2 separate regions of the Mus musculus genome follow, and region 2 is linked to region 1. A link is a contact called in public HiChIP or PLAC-seq data. All regions are on one chromosome and are shown on one strand. The core of a region is the stretch at or near the end of the contact, and the rest is flanking DNA. Distances in the headings are between cores, read along the strand shown.

Region 1 (3,429 bases), core at 150-2,649:
CCTCTGGAATGGAACCCTGAGATTTGCTGTTAACTATGGCATCTCAAAAGGCCTCAGCAGCTCTTCCGTGTCCTTTGAGGCTCAACAGCTGGAGTTCCTGAAGGACCATAGGCAATCCCTGCCAATAGGCGACTGTCAGTGATGGAACTTCCTCACTGCCTTCTGAAGGTTGGGGTAGAACTCAGCCATGCTTCGAGGGAAGAAGGAGTCCACCACACTCTGAGGGAGGTAGCCACTCAGGTCTGTCTGAAAGAATGTGACCAGGTTGGTTTTGTTGGGATCCCTGAAGAAATAGCAGATGCGGGTTAGATATGTACCATGGAAGCATCTAGCTCAGAGCCATGACCAGCAGAAGTGGTCCAGACATGGTGGTCACTTCTACTCCTGCTCTAGATTCAGTGCCCAGGACTCCTCTCAGCCTCCTTGTTGTGGATGATAGCATAGCCTCTAGGGGACACACGGCACAGTTGCTACAAACACATTGGGGAGCTGGTAGGACAGCTAGGTGCAGATTCTCCTTATGGCTACTGACAGCCCATCCCCCCAACCCCTCCTGGGCTTTGTGTATAAGGAGCTGTTTATCAGTTTACCCCTGTGCAGAGAAAGACAGCCAGAAGGAGGAGGGGAGGGGAGGGGGAGGGAGAGAGGGAAATACAGAGGGAGAGGGAACAAATCCTCCGTCAGATTCCATGTTCTCTCTCCCTCCCCACCTCCCACTGATTCTGGGGTACTTTCTCTGCCCATACGCCACCCCCACCCTCACCCCAAGCTCAAGCTATCCCTCATAGTCACTCAGCTGTGTTCTCTTTGGAAACTTGAACAGATAAGTAAGAAATCTGAGTTAGTGACTATGTTTCTCTCTGGGGAGCCCTGGGCTTGATGGGAGAACATCACAGAAGAGACAAACCACGTGGGGAAAGACACACAGAGTAAGTAAAAGTGGATAAAAGGGGCCTCAGAGGCACCACGGCTGTCTTTACAGGAAAGCCAGGAGTTTGCCTGACATACTCATCAGAATACATGCGGAACTTACATACATACAGTAGGCAGAACACAGAGAATGCTCCCTGCATACAGTAGGCACATCACAAATGCAGCTCTGGTGCTGCCTCCTCCACAGACTCTCCTGCCCTCTGAGATGCTTTTCCTCTGTCACAGATAGTCTGAGCCCAGACACCTCAGATCTGATCTGAACACAGTCTTGCTCCCCAGTGTGGCCTCTTGCCCTGACTCACAGCTCCTTCTACTCTGGGCACAAAGCAGTTTACACTGAAGTCATGGCATGGCTGCTCAGACCTCTCTAAAGCTCCCAAAATGTCTAGAGGGGCCTGGCCCTGCTTCCTCAATGATTTCTTCTAGCCTCTCTTCTGGCTCCACTGAGCCAACACAGTGGCTTCCTCCCATGCCAGTCCTCTTGTGGCCACACCCTCTCACCAAGAGGAACCTTGCACCTGCACAGGCCACTGTGCCAATCGAGGCTCCAACCAGGGGGATTTTGGTGATCTGTGCGGTGACTCACTCCGACCAGACCCCAGGTCCTTTCATCATCCTTTAGTTTTCTATACAGCACTTAGCTTGTAGTAAGCAATGTCTAGTGTATGTATAACATAATTTCTTTAATTTGTGCCTTGTTTATCTTCTCCCACCCCATCAGAATTAAGCACTCAGAGAACACATGTCTTTTATCTGTTTTTTAAAAAAGAGAAAAACAAAGATAGTCAACATAAAAACCACCTGGCCGGGTTTAAGTGTGGCTTTTTACTTGTTGGGTCTATTCATGGTCTTGGGGTAGCTACTTAACCTCTCTGGCCCACCCATCCCTCTTATAGAGCTTGTACCATCACCACTGTTACATAGCCTGAAGCTTGCAGACTGTGTGTTCCCCAAGCCAGCCCTAAGCCTCAGCTTCAAGGAGAAACGGCTCTTACTTGTCTAGACCCTCCTTGAAATATGCCCGGCAGCCTGGAAGGGCAAGGCAGGTCTCAGCATCTGACTGTTGGGAACATGGCAATGAAAAGTGGTCAAGGGTAGTTTTATAGGCCCACATCAGAGGGTCTGGTCTCCTCTGCACTGGGAATAAAGTTGTGTGTGCGCGCACGCGTCCATGCTTTACCACTGTCAAACTCAAAAAATTTGTGACATTTAAGAAAAGCCTTCCCAGAGCTGTTTGGAGAGCCAGATTAGCAGACATGGTGTTAGGTGGGGGTGCTCTGTCTGGGTTTTAGTAATCTAGGCACTGAGACCTGCCTCCTGGAACTGTGTGGGGAAGGCCACACCTTCCCCTCCGGCTATGTGCAGGGACCCATGAGCAGGTGCAATCTCTCTCACTGTTAACTTGGGTGCTGCTCATTATAAACCTGGGGCCTTAGGGTAACTCATTACCCAGAGAGCTCTCAGGAAAACCCTGGCCGTATCTGTGAGTGATTTAGGGCTCTTGGGCTTCTTTCCAGGGCCGATTCACAGCATGGTCTCAGAACTATCCTCCATGCCCTGAGATCTGCCGCCTTTCTTGTACAGGAAGGTGGTCGCTGCGTGAACATAGGGTGGGGAATTTGTTCTTGGAGCTACTTTAGTCTGGTGGATATCTTCAGAGAGTCCAGAAGACCTGGAGCTCAGGCAGTACACTGCGCTCCTGGACTTTGACTGTGGACGCATAACTTAACTGTCCTAACCCTCAGCTTGCTTATTTGCCTAATGGCACTGGGACATTTGCCTGACCTGTCCTGTGAGGCTGGGCACCTGGTGGTTGCACATGCCTTTAACCCCAGCACCTGTAGGCAGATCTCTGAGTTCAACAACAACAAAAGCTAAATCCAGGTAACACCTCCTTACCCCTCTGCCAGGTGCCACCAAGAGTGGCACATCATGTCATGCAAGCCTATGTGTGACAGTGCATTTTGTAACATTGATATTATTTTTGTAGATTACAGTTGAAGTGCCTGTTTTCTGAGTTCACAGTGGTGTTATGGTTGGGTCTAAGACAAAATTCTCCACCCACTTTCCTTACCCTGGCAGTGGTTCACAGAAGCACCCGCATGGATGGTTAAATCCTCTCACAAAACCGGGCTTTGGGGGACACAATGGATGTTCCACATGGGTAGCTGGAAGACAGACATGAAGTCAGTGGACTCACCTGCAGACAGCAGGGTCTCCACCGCCAGCACTGAAGATCCTGCGCCTGCACAGGCCAAGTGCCTGAAGCCCAGCTTCCCAGTCAACTTCCTTCCTTACATTTACACTCACTCCAGTTCACACCCGTGCATCCTCACCCCAATCCCCCACACCCCCACACACATGCTCAGATACACGCACACACATGCACTCACTACCACACACAGTTTTCTCCAACCCTTTAAGAATTTGGGAAGAAAGAACATTCCAGAATATAAGAAGAAAGACTCCTCGCTCAGATTTCAGCCCAAAGAAAGG
Region 2 (3,521 bases), core at 810-3,309, 480 kb before region 1:
CATTGATAAGCATTGTGCTCCCGTGGGAGCCTTCCTGTAAGTTAGAATTTTTATAGAGACTGTCTCCTGTGCATTTCATTTTATCATTGCAGATGGGATCTGGGCCACTTGATCCCTCCCAGAGTCTTTGCCATTAGCAATACTGTGACCAGAACATTCCTTACCCGTGGATTCTGCATGCATGAACTGCGCCAACTACAAACTGGGAATATCTGGTGGAGAATTAGAGTCTATAAAGTTCCTAAAAGCAAAACTTGAATTTGATATTTGTTGAGTAACATGCTACAATCCATATGAGTAGAGTAATATGTATGCATCCTGCCTCTTAGGACTCTTTCCTCCAGCCCCCATTGAGCACTGTGGACTGCTGTGGCTACACTGAACATGTAGGCTTTTTTTTTTCTTGTCATTATACCATAAACAATATAGTTAGGTATTATAAACAGTGTAGATAAGATTTAAAGTGTGGAGGTATGCATAGGTTGTAGACATGCGTTACACTGTTTGTTGTTGTTGTTGTTGTTGTTGTTGTTTTTATGAGAGCCTTGAACATTCCACAAGGGTTCTATAGACTTCTGGTAACAGACTGAGCTGAGTTTGTATTCACATATACATACATGCACCAGGCTGCTTTTCCAGCCAGCCGGCTTCTACATGGTATCAGAAGATAGGATAAGGAGAACTTTGCACTCAAGAATGGTCTTTCTAGCATATACATCAGACAGTGTATAGGAGAAGATTGTTCCTTATAGCTGATCTTGAGAAGTTATATCACTAAAATTCCTGTGTGGGCTGGGACTAAACAATATCTACCCTTCCTCCTGAGTTCCCAGTGACAAACCAGGTTACAGTCCTACCAGAGTACACTCTGAGTAACCAATGAGTTTATTAGGCTTAGTTACAGAGCTGTGGGTGAGGGGCTATAGGTAGGGGCAAAGGTGGCCTTGAAGCAGCCACACTGGAAAGTTTGTACCCAGCAGGCACAGTTGAACTCTTGGAGATTGTAGTAGTTTCCCACTTGGAATACCAGCTAGGATATTCCATAGTTTCCTGAAATTCAATATCTTCCCAAACGGAACTTCCTACTGAAGCAAACACAATTATATCTAGATCTAGTGGATCTCCTTTACAATGCCTCAATTTAGCCAGTTTTCTCCAGCCTTCCCTTTAGTGTAATTTGAACCCCCCCCCCCTTTTTCCCACCCTTCTCTGTTCCTTCCTTTCATGTACATAACGATGTAAGCAGCTGACTTCTACCCAGGGCCTTCTCCAGACCACAGCTTACAACCAAGCTCCATATTCTGGGTATCTTGTGCCTGACCCTGAAGTCCTCCCATGCTGCATCTTCACTAATTTCTGGTAGCCCCTTCTACAGCCCCAGGCCCCTGTGGGAGCTGCCTTCCCCATCTGGGGCCCTGCCCTGCGGGGAGGGGTGTCATTCTAGCCCTGCCTCACCTGATTGGCTTCTAACTGCCTTCTTCCTGGAGCTTTCCCCAACAGCCTCTACCTGTGTTTGGACCAAACCTACCAGCTTTACTGTTCTTTTTGCCTTCATTTGTACCTGGGTTTCTGTCTCTTCTCAGCTTGAATCTGTTTACTTTTTATTTCCCCAAAGACATGTGACTCAAGAGCACATAGTTTACACCCCGCCCTTTGTAACTTGGATCCATCCAACAAGGCTACTTTTCATAGTTTAGGTTTGATTTTATAACCAGTATAGGGGGACTTGTTCCTTTTTCTTTGTTTTGTTTTTCTAGACGGGGTTTTACTGTGTAATCCTGGCTGTCTTGGAATTCGATTTGTGGACCAGGATGCCCTTGAACTCATGAGATCTGCCAGCCTCCGAAGTGCTGGGATCAGAGGTGTGCCCCAGCATGCCTGGCTGTGCTCACGTTCTTAAAGCTTTCAGCAGGGATAGTTTACAAAAAGTAAATGTCCCTTTCAAGTAAATTAGCTAAAAGTTAGAAAAGAACTGTAGCTCATGGCAGTGACCTGTACATCTTTTACTTTCTAAAGTGGCACCATGCAGTCTTGAGTGTTTCCTGTTTATCACTGCAGTAAACACCTGCGGACGCCATCGTGTGAGGCTTTGACTAGTCTCGCTGAAAACCCTCTCAGACATACAGAGGTGCACCTTGAGAAGGGAACTCAGCATGCTTTATGTGGTGGTTGTCTTTTCTCCTCTTCTCCATTCTTAAAATATAAAGCTCGTGTTGATTGTGCTTTCTGTGCTGAGAAAGCCCCCAGGCAGAGAGAGGGCCCACGCCGCCTGCGTCTGGCCTGTTTGTGCACCTGCTTCCCCTCGGCTGTTCTTCTGCTCTGCAGTTTTGACCTAAAGTAGACAAGGGCTTCTCCTTACCCTCAGACCCCATCCTTCAGTTAGCATCCCTGCTACCTTGTCTATTTATCTTCATCCTATGACTTAAGAAATTTCCCCTAGGAATTCTAGCTCTGAAATATTTAAAATGTTGACTTCAAAGTCAGTGGAACTGTGCCAAGCACACTTCTGAAGATAAATGAGGAAGCTTTTGACAAAGGACAAAGTCAAGGTCCATTAACTCACACAGGATGGGGTGTCTCAGGGAGGCTGGGCTTGTGCTCTGTTGTACAGAGAGAAAAAAAGTCTGACACTGAAACAAAAACAAATGACTTTAACCTTACAGGGAATGATTCCCATGGGACAGGGCTCCTTGACACACTCAGCCTCTGGAATAGGGCTTCTCGCCGGCCCAACATCTCTTGATGCAGAGAGGGTCCTGGTGCCTCTGGCTCCAGACCACTCCTGGATTTCATGTAGCTTGGGTTACAGAACTACAGTGGACATTTGGAGTGGCTGAGAGCGTGATGTGCAAGGGTGTGTCTGCACATCATGCTGTTGATTACAGAGTGGTACCCAGGGCCATGGCTTCCTCATACGCTGACTCTGAGACTTTGAGCATTGTTTCAAGAAAACATAACTGTAAGACCAACGTTCATATTCTTACTGGGCATTAATGTGACTTTTATTCCTGTCCTCTTTGCAAATCAGAGATTCTGCTCCTGTCCAACGTGTCCAAGGAGATGTCAGACTTTTCAGTGAGTTTTAGTTCATAGGAATATTTGTATGTGTGGAACTTAGTTTTAAGAAAATAGCCTTTGGGAAATGGCTTTCTTTGTAGGACCTGAATTTGATCTTTAGAACCCATGAGGGAAAAAACCACCACAGGCATGTTGGTGCACACTTGTAATCCCAGAGTGTAGGAGACAGATAGATAGTGATAGGCAGAATCTTGAGGCTTACTACCCAACCAGCTTAGCCTACTTGGCAAGTTCCAGGCAAACAAAAAAGGTAGTGTCTCATTGTCCCCCCACCCGCATCATGTGTGTGTGAGTGTCTCAGTGAGTGTGAGAGTGAGAGTGAGAGGGGGCTTGTTTGTGTGTGTATTTCTATATCTTGTACAAGTAGCCCTTGGCTATGATCACATTTAGTTCAAAGTTGGAAATGCCTCCAACTGATCCCTGTAACTTAAGGTTGTGGGCTT

The links. HiChIP or PLAC-seq counts read pairs in DNA pulled down with a chosen protein or histone mark.
Region 2: an H3K27ac HiChIP or PLAC-seq map of large pre-B cells shows a contact between it and region 1, with 3 times the contacts expected there. The contact joins two enhancer-like sites. A contact is called at or near these places in 3 of 115 datasets of contacts at active chromatin or transcription factors (large pre-B cells, memory CD8 T cells and pancreatic cancer cells).

What each region holds. Positions count from the first base shown.
Region 1 is chr7:83,637,276-83,640,704 of GRCm38.p6, reverse strand. It overlaps Stard5 (StAR-related lipid transfer (START) domain containing 5), which reads right to left. Exons shown (of 6, transcript NM_023377.4): 5 at 3,008-3,101; 6 at 1-283. The coding sequence ends at 136. Among named protein-coding and RNA genes, the nearest start is that of Stard5, 7.0 kb to the right of the region's middle. Within about 2 kb of position 1,399, at least 46 of the 459 cell types and tissues checked have an H3K27ac peak or open chromatin away from gene starts, as enhancers often do.
Region 2 is chr7:84,118,454-84,121,974 of GRCm38.p6, reverse strand. All of the region lies in intron 1 of Abhd17c (abhydrolase domain containing 17C), which reads left to right. Among named protein-coding and RNA genes, the nearest start is that of Abhd17c, 32 kb to the left of the region's middle. Within about 2 kb of position 2,059, at least 66 of the 459 cell types and tissues checked have an H3K27ac peak or open chromatin away from gene starts, as enhancers often do.